3 separate regions of the Mus musculus genome follow, and all the other regions are linked to region 1. A link is a contact called in public HiChIP or PLAC-seq data. All regions are on one chromosome and are shown on one strand. The core of a region is the stretch at or near the end of the contact, and the rest is flanking DNA. Distances in the headings are between cores, read along the strand shown. Region 1 has its middle 19 kb from the start of Gm52493. Region 2 overlaps Fhad1 (forkhead-associated (FHA) phosphopeptide binding domain 1). Region 3 overlaps Kazn (kazrin, periplakin interacting protein).

Evidence for each region. HiChIP or PLAC-seq counts read pairs in DNA pulled down with a chosen protein or histone mark.
Region 2: an HNF4G HiChIP or PLAC-seq map of pancreatic cancer cells shows a contact between it and region 1. The contact joins two enhancer-like sites. A contact is called at or near these places in 1 of 39 promoter capture datasets (liver), 2 of 484 Hi-C or Micro-C datasets (cerebellum and cerebral cortex), 1 of 115 datasets of contacts at active chromatin or transcription factors (pancreatic cancer cells) and 1 of 9 other capture datasets (embryonic stem cells).
Region 3: a contact with region 1 is called in an H3K27ac HiChIP or PLAC-seq map of embryonic stem cells, with 5 times the contacts expected there. The contact joins two enhancer-like sites. A contact is called at or near these places in 1 of 39 promoter capture datasets (hippocampal neurons), 20 of 484 Hi-C or Micro-C datasets (B cells, the Ba/F3 cell line, the C2C12 cell line and 14 more) and 4 of 115 datasets of contacts at active chromatin or transcription factors (astrocytes and embryonic stem cells).

The regions. Positions count from the first base shown.
Region 1 is chr4:143,237,263-143,240,049 of GRCm38.p6, forward strand. No RefSeq gene overlaps it. Among named protein-coding and RNA genes, the nearest start is that of Gm52493, 19 kb to the left of the region's middle. Within about 2 kb of position 1,444, at least 62 of the 459 cell types and tissues checked have an H3K27ac peak or open chromatin away from gene starts, as enhancers often do. A contact at or near this core is called in embryonic stem cells, liver and pancreatic cancer cells, where this site is marked.
Region 2 is chr4:141,998,470-142,001,256 of GRCm38.p6, forward strand. All of the region lies in intron 2 of Fhad1 (forkhead-associated (FHA) phosphopeptide binding domain 1), which reads right to left. Among named protein-coding and RNA genes, the nearest start is that of Fhad1, 12 kb to the right of the region's middle. Within about 2 kb of position 1,427, at least 103 of the 459 cell types and tissues checked have an H3K27ac peak or open chromatin away from gene starts, as enhancers often do. A contact at or near this core is called in embryonic stem cells, liver and pancreatic cancer cells, where this site is marked.
Region 3 is chr4:142,165,618-142,168,404 of GRCm38.p6, forward strand. The region is part of intron 5 of Kazn (kazrin, periplakin interacting protein); the gene reads right to left. Among named protein-coding and RNA genes, the nearest start is that of Gm35581, 40 kb to the left of the region's middle. Within about 2 kb of position 1,339, at least 74 of the 459 cell types and tissues checked have an H3K27ac peak or open chromatin away from gene starts, as enhancers often do. A contact at or near this core is called in embryonic stem cells, where this site is marked.

The DNA.
Region 1 (2,787 bases), core at 194-2,693:
GTCTTGGATAAAAATATACCTGTGGGGAAGGGAAGGGAGAGTTTGCAATACAAAAAAAAAAAAAAAAAGTAGCCTAGTTCTAACCATGATGGGCAAGCAGACGATGACAGAGACAGCCACCTAGTGCACAGTCCCGATGCTCTAATTGTCTCAGATGAGACACCGTGGAGCAGAGTCATTATCCTGACAGCTCGGCCTATCTCTCAGACTATGGATGTCAAGAAGGCAGAAACTGGGAGTCAACTCCACGTCACAGGGAACGTTATTGTAGAGGTTTTTCTTCAAAGGGGGGTGGGTGGAGATAAGGATAAATAAAATTCATTTTCTTAGACTATGTAGGGGTAAGAAAATCAGAAAAGAATCTAAATTTAACTGAATTAAAGACTTATTTCCAAACTGGGTGGTGGTGGTGCACACCTTTAATCCCAGCATTTGGGAGGCAGAGGCAGGCGGATCTCTGAGTTCGAGGCCAGCCTGGTCTACAGAGTGAGTTCCAGGACAAAAACCCTGTCCAAAAAAAAAAAAAAAAGAGAAAGAGAAAAAGAAAAAAGAAAACAGATTTTTTTTCATACAATATATTCTGATTATGGTTTCCCTTCCCTCTACCCCCCCCACCAGTCCCTCCCCATCTGGATCTACCTTCCCCCTTCATTGGAAGACAAACTGGCATCTAAGGAATAATAACAAAATAATATTCAGATAAGAATAGGGCAAAGGAAACACACAGAAGGAAAAGAACCCAAGGGAAGCCACAAGAAACAGATCTAGACGACACAGTGACACACTTGTTTGCACATTCAGGAATCCAATAAAAACCCAAAGATGGAAGTCGTTTTATATATATATATATAATATTTTACATATTATATATATGTAAAAGCTGTAGGGTAAAAATAAATAAAAGTAAAATTAAAAAAAAATACAGAGTCCTAATGTGACATTATGAGACAAGTCACCTCCAAAAAAACATTGAGTTCTTTGTTGGCCACTGAAAGGAGACTTCCTTACAGATAATATTGTTTGATTTGCAAGTGATTAGCACGTGGAGATAGTTTCTGCATGAGTAATGGGGGAAGTTTCAGGTAGCTATTCTGGAATTTATTGTGTAAATCCTGCCGGCCTCAAAAATCACAGACACGCCTGCCTCTGCCTCGCAAGCAATGGAATGTAAAATGGTGGCCCCACGCCCTGCTAAATGCTTTCTTTTATAAGTCGCCGCCGCGGGGGTCGGGGATCGCGGTGTTTTTGTCAGAGCTGTAAAAAGGTAACTAAAGCTGGTGGCTTGGAATCCTGAACATGTCTTAGCTGTCACTTCCTCCACCTCCCCATTAAGGATGCACACCAAAATCTCCTTTACTTACGCAGCATTGGCTCCAATCTATTTTCCCTTACTGCTCAGCTGCAGATAGACCTTTGAAACCTGCGGAAAGTTCCAGACTTTCCAGTTATGACACGGTTTTGTGACCTCAGGCTACTTTATCGGTTTTCTCACTTCACAAGGTCACTGGACGGCCAGTGTCAGCATTATCTTGTTTTGTTTTCGAATTTAGCAGCAGAAATAACATTCATTTAATCGCCTTTTCCCTCTTCCTCCTTTCATCCTCTTTCTAAACATAAACATTGACAGCTTTTTAAATTTCCTGCTATTCTGAACTATTTTGTTCCTTTCTAATAGCAATGCCGTTTATGTAGACCATGGCGCCGCCTCGTGGCCAAGTGGGACAATTACATTTAATTTTTGGTTTTGTGGGTTTTTTGGAGGGGGTTGATTTGGTTTTGTTTAAGATGCTGAGGTGTGTTAGAGTTAAGATGACAGGAGATAGAATACGGAGGTTGCCTTTTAAAGAGGTAAAATCTCTTGTCTGACTGTCTGTAAGAGCTGAAAAAATTTCTGGGACACCCGCCTATCAGTGCTAAAGTCAGCCGAGTCCAGGACAGTTGGGGGTGAGCTGGTTCCTCTGGGCTTTTTTTACCCTGCCATGCTGCTTTGTACAGAGTGAAGTTTGGGGCCCATGCTTTAGATACAAGAAAGGATTATGAAAGGGCTGAAAGATGGTGCAATTTCCTGACAGGATTTGGCATGGGCTTGGGGGAGCGGGGGAGAGGTGGGGCTTGGGGGAGCCACAGATGGAAGACCTGAGGTGGTGCAGGGAGAGCCAGGCGGAGAACCCTTTAGGCTGAAGAGAGAGGACTATAAAGGATGTACACCAATCTTGAAGGTTGTACAGCTTGAGGGTGGGTTTTATCAAACGATTTTTCAGGGCTAGAGAAATGGCAGAGGCCCCAAGTTCAGCTTCCAGCACCCGACCTGGGTTGTTCACAGTTGCCTGTAACTCCTGCACTGTAAGGGTCCGAAAAGCGCTGAAGGAAGACCCCAGACTCAGTGCACAAAGACAGAGAGGGTTGATTCTATAGAAACGACCAGCAGGTGCGGGTCAACCATTCTCCAAAATGGCGACCTCAGACAAAGGCCCAAAGGCCTTCTTGTAGGGAAGCAGGGAAACTCTCTAGAAGGAGTAGGTAATCTGGAATGGGATTGGTAGGAGCCAAACAGTGACATTAGTAGAACTTTGATTGGCTACTATGTTAGTTAGTTCTGCTATATTTAGAGAGTGGGTTAGGTAATCTAAAATTTCATTGGTGGGTGCTGGGGAGGTCACAGGGGTCGGCTTCTGATTGGCTTGTGCCAGGAAGTCAGTGGTCCACAATCCTGCGTTATGAATGTTTAACTACAGGATGAGATAGGGCTGCCCAGCACACATTACCCACACTGGGGTAAGATATTTC
Region 2 (2,787 bases), core at 177-2,676, 1.2 Mb before region 1:
TGATGCTGGGGCTGCTGGCGAGCCCTTGCTCCCAGTGAGCCCGGTGCAGAATCTGCTGAGACAGTGAGTGAGCGAGTAAAGCTGGAAGAGATGGATTTCTGAGCATCCGTGGACCACCTGGATCAAGCCACGCCCGAAGCATATGCTTTCCATCTGGGTTCCTGACACGTGACAACACTAATACTTCCTGGACAAAATGCTCCCTGAGACTTCACGCAAGTGCCACCCTGTGCCCACAGGCAAGGCGCGCTGCAGGTTCTGACAGGCTTATTGCACATGAAACTTAAAATAGTAGCCCAGGGAGGGAGAGATTTAGAGTAAGACGGGTAGTGAAAACTTAGCAAAACAGGAAGTAAATAAAAAGCTAATCAACCAGCTATAGCCACAAACCCCAGTTCCAGCAGTGGTTCTCAGCCTTCCTAATGCTGCTTTCACACAGTTCCACAAGCTGTGGTGACGCCAACCATAACATTATTTTAGTTGCTACTTCTTTTTTTTTTTTAAGATTTATTTATTATATGTAAGTACACTGTAGCTGTCTTCAGACACTCCAGAAGGCGGCATCAGATCTCATTATGGATGGTTGTGAGCCACCATGTGGTTGCTGGGATTTGAACTTCGGACCTTCGGAAGAGCAGTCAGGTGCTCTTACCCACTGAGCCATCTCACCAGCCCCCTAGTTGCTACTTGTGGTTGCTGGGATTTGAACTTCGGACCTTCGGAAGAGCAGTCAGGTGCTCTTACCCACTGAGCCATCTCACCAGCCCCCTAGTTTTTTTTTTTTTTTAAAGATTTTTTTATTTATTATTATATGTAAGTACACTGTAGCTGTCTTCAGACACACCAGAAGAGGGAGTCAGATCTTGTTACGGATGGTTGTGAGCCACCATGTGGTTGCTGGGATTTGAACTCTGGACCTTTGGAAGAGCAGTCGGGTGCTCTTACCCACTGAGCCATCTCACCAGCCCTAGTTGCTACTTCTTAACTGTAACTTTGTTACTTTTAGGGTAGCAACCCGCAGGTTGAGAACCACTAAATTACAGCTTGCTTCAGGGCACAAACCCATTTTCCTGCTTCCAAGATTACATTTCAGAAACATTCCAAAGTGCTCAAAGAAAACCTCCCAGAAAAAGGACCAGGTTCCTTTGATAACGCTAATGGTGTACAGTTGCATATCAATAACCTAGCCCTTTTACCAGTTACCTCAAGGTGGTAATATTGCCACGTATGCAAATATGCATATTTGCATATGTATATCTACCGTTGCTCTTTTAAAGAGACAGTGGTAAAACTGTTCAAAGTCTATTTTTTTCTCCTTCTCAGTTAGCTGAGTAAATTATTAACTGGCACGGCCCTAGGCAAACAGAAGAGGGCTCAGTCCCTTCTTCTTTGAGGGATTGAGCAGAGTGTTCCCAGGGAAGGTTGGTAAACTCACAGCGGGGCAGGTAGAAAGCATTTTTGACTTTGCCAGCGGATCAGGAAGTTGCACGAGGCAGCAGCCACATGAACAGGCAAGGCTGTGTCCTGATAAAACTCCATGTACAAGGCAGTTACTGGACTCTGCTCAGTGCAAGAAATAAAATAATTGTTCATTTTAAAAAGTGCCTTGAGCCAGCTTAGGTCCAAATGCAGACAAACAGAGACTCTGGCTCCTCACCCAGACTCTAATTGCCTGTCCACATGAACTCAAGACAGAGGAAGGGCTGGGCATGGCGGCGCACGTTTTTAATCCCAGCATTTGGGAGGCTGAGGCAGGCGGATCTCTGAGTTCCAGGCTAGCCTGATCTACATAGTAAGTTCAGGTCAGCCAGAGCAACATAGAGAGACCATGTCACAAAAGCAAAAACAAACAGCAACAAAATGAGAGTATAAGATTATCAAGATTATTATTATCATCATATATTTTTATATATTATATATTACATACTATATAATATAATGCATTATATATTATATTATATAACATATTGTATGTGATATATTATAATATGTGGTATATAATAATTTATATATTATATAGTATTGCTATAAAGATTATTGTGCTTGACAAGCTTTAAAATGAACAGGCTATAAAACATGTGTACATACGCGCGCACACACACACACAAGTGAAAATAAAATAAAAATCTTTTAAACAAATGAAATAGAGACAAATGTAAGCAGGAAAGGAAAAGAGAAGGCTCCAGCGACCGACCGCTGGGATTGTACTCGTGGTCACTCAGCCAATGAGGAAAGGGCTTGCACTGGGGTCACAGTAACTGTTCTCTGTGCTCAGTCATGGGTCAGCCACGCTGGTCAGCATTGAGGCAAGTGTTAAGTTGTAAACTGTCCTCCCTCGAGTTCACTAGTCTGAGTCAGTGCTCTTGTGTGTGTGTGGGGGGGGGGTAGACGGGGCGGGGTGGGGGGAGCACATTTCCCACACTCAGAGACCGGAGCTTGCTCCCTGCCTGCCCTGGTTAAGGGGACAGGATTTATCTTTAAGCAACTCTGGCTCCACTTGATTCTCTGCCTCTTCCCACTTGACATGGGGTGAGTGTGTGCTGTCTGGGCCTCAGGTAACCACCTGCATTTCGACGAGACAGGAGGCGTCTCCCAAGATTATGGGCCAGCTAGCCTGGTATACACGGTGACGAAGAAGACATCCTGTGTCTCGAAAGTGGAAGATGAGGGACAGCACCTGAGGTTGTCCTCTGTCCTCTACACATATGCCATGGCAAACACACACACACACACACACACACACACACACACACACACATTTTTTTTTTTTTTAAGATAGAAAGCTGG
Region 3 (2,787 bases), core at 89-2,588, 1.1 Mb before region 1:
CATCATCAGGGAGGGTGGGGGCCCCAGAACCCTGTTCCTAGATTCCAGAGAGTGAGGTTACCCTAATTGCATTAGGTATTGTAACCCCATACACCCTGACTTTTCATGGAAATTCTAAAGTCCCAATTCTTAAACTATTTTTAAGCTCTTTCTTAAAAAAACATTTATTTATTTATTTATTACATATAAGTACACTGTAGCTCTCTTCAGACACACCAGAAGAAGGCATCAGATCCCATTACAGGTAGTTATGAGCCACCATGTGGTTGCTGGGAATTGAACTCAGGACCTCTGGAAGAACAGTCGGTGCTCTTAACTGCTGAGCCATCTCTCCAGCCCTATTTTTAAGCTCTTAAATGTCCCTTATAGCACAGGGAACTTGAGCAGTCTGGCTCTGCAGATACCAGCTGTGTGACCCTGGAAAAGTCCCTTACGCTCTGCTCCGAGTGTCGAATGGGGAAGCTTTCTTTATGAGGCAGAGCTTTAGAGAGGAGCAGAGCTCCGGGCTGCACATGCTGGTGTTTCTGCCTGGCTGTGCCTAACCACTCCAGGCTAAGGATGAAAGCTGTCGGCAGTGGACTCGATTAGAGGGTGCCAGACGAGCAGTCTTGGAGCCTAGGGCGAGAGTAGGGCCAGAGTCTTAGTAGGGGAAAGCCAGGCCATCCAGGCCAGCCAAGGAAGAGATTAACACGCAAACTACAATCAGAGTCCCTGCAGGGCGCTCACCCTCCTCACACCAGGAAGCCCTGGCGGGTGGCGCTTCCTCCCCTCCCCCAGAGGTCATCAGCAGGAGGGAAGTGGGGGGCAGGGCATGATGGGATGTGTTTGTTCTCCAGGTTTTGGTGGGGAGTCCAGGAAAGTCCTCCTAAAAATAGCAGGTGGGGGTAGGTGGGGTGGGGGAGGGGGTGAGCACCAACAGTCCCTAGACTTGAAAAGGATATTTCTGGAAACCACATTGGCCGTCAACTCTTCTCCCCTCCCTTCCAGTGAGCGGCATCCTTAAAGGGCGACTTTTGTGTGTGAGGCCATTAGCAAACAAGACAATGGCTTGTATTCAGTCCCGTCCTGAGAGAGAGACGACCAGGGCGTCAGGTTGCAAAACAACAAGCTGAGTGGCCTCAGGAGCTCAGTCTGGCACCTTCTCTGGGCTTTGGTCCTCAGAAGGGGCCCGGGGCACCCAGTGATTTGGGGACTGCCCTCAGGACTGCAGTTTCCCATGGGAGATGCGGCAAGGCTCTACAAAGTTCCATGCAGGTGACAGCCAATCTCCAAGTACAGAACAGAAGCGCGCAGTTGTGGAACAGGAACATTCAAGAGCAGATCCCAGGACAGATGGCCTGGGTTCAAAGCCCCAGCTCTGCCATGCTTTAGTGAGACCCAGAGCAAGTTACCGCGTTGTAGCCTTTTAGTATCTGCCATAGGGATGGACATATGCACGCACGCATTCACTCACGCAGAGAGACGAATGGGTGCGTATGTGCGCATGCATGAGTACACACACACACACACACACACACACACACACACACACACACACACACACACCAACTCTTCCCGTGCAGGAGTGGTCTGATCAGTCCTCATCCCTGTGGTCACTTCTGCTCAAAAGCTGGAAAGAGCTGGGGAGATGATGGCTCAGTCAGTCCTGTTGTAAACACAAGGACCCGAGTTCGAATCCCCAGAACCCACATTTGAAAAGCTGGGTGTGGCAAGGTGTGTCTCTAATCCCAGCGAGGATAGGAGAATCTCCAGAGCTCAGGGGTCGGCAAAAATCTCTTGAGTTCCAGGCTAATGAGAGACCTTTCTCAAGAAGTAGGGGAGACAGTGTCCTGAGGAAGTCCCGACCTGGCCATGCAGGCCCAGGGCGTGCACAGAGAGCTCCCAGGTGTTCTTTGGCTGTTACTATAGGGGGCAGGTGTGACAACAGGCCTTCTCCTTGCATTGAGGGTCAGAGCCCCATTCCTGACCGGCTTTTGGTATCACAAAACACACTCTGCCCATCACTGTCCACTGAGAGCTGCTTCTTCCCGCTGCTTCCCCATTTGGACTTTAAAATGATACTTGTAACACTTACTTATTTTGTGAGTTTTGCGTATGGCATAGAAAGTGTGTGGTTAGAGGACAGCTGGCGGGAGCTGGTGCTCTCCCTCCACCGTGTGGGTCCTGAGGACTGAGTTCAGGTCCACAAGCCTGACGGTGGACGTTTACACACTGGTGAGCGCCTTTACACAGCGAGAGAGCCGTCTCACCTCAGCAAGGGTCACCTCTACACCAGCATCCCTATGATCCTGCCTGGGAGACTACTCTTCCATTCAGTGTCCCCGACTGTGATGGGTAACACCCCCACGAAGAGAGAGGAAAGGTTGTCTCAGAGCCTCTCTCTAACCCCCACTTTGCTGCTGTTACCCTAGGAACCAGACATCTCCAACCAAAGTGGGGGTGCAGGAGGGGGGGGCTGGAACCACCTGCGCCATCTTTTAAACTGGGGCGGGGAATGGGAGTTTCATGGCAATACAGGAAGTCTACTGTACTTAAGATCTCTATAAAATATTTAGACAGCCATGGCCAGATATAACAGTGATTATACATTTAAATGTTAATGAGTATAATTAGACTGAAAGATTAGCCAAGCCTATCACTAAATATATATTCAGGACTGATCAAACCCCCTACTGTAAAATTACAGGTGAAACCCAAACGGATGGGTTTGCCGGTCTTTGATTTGCCCCACAGAAAGAGAGCTCAAAAGGTGGCCAGGGAGAGAACAGGCGAGGGCAGGGCAGGGAG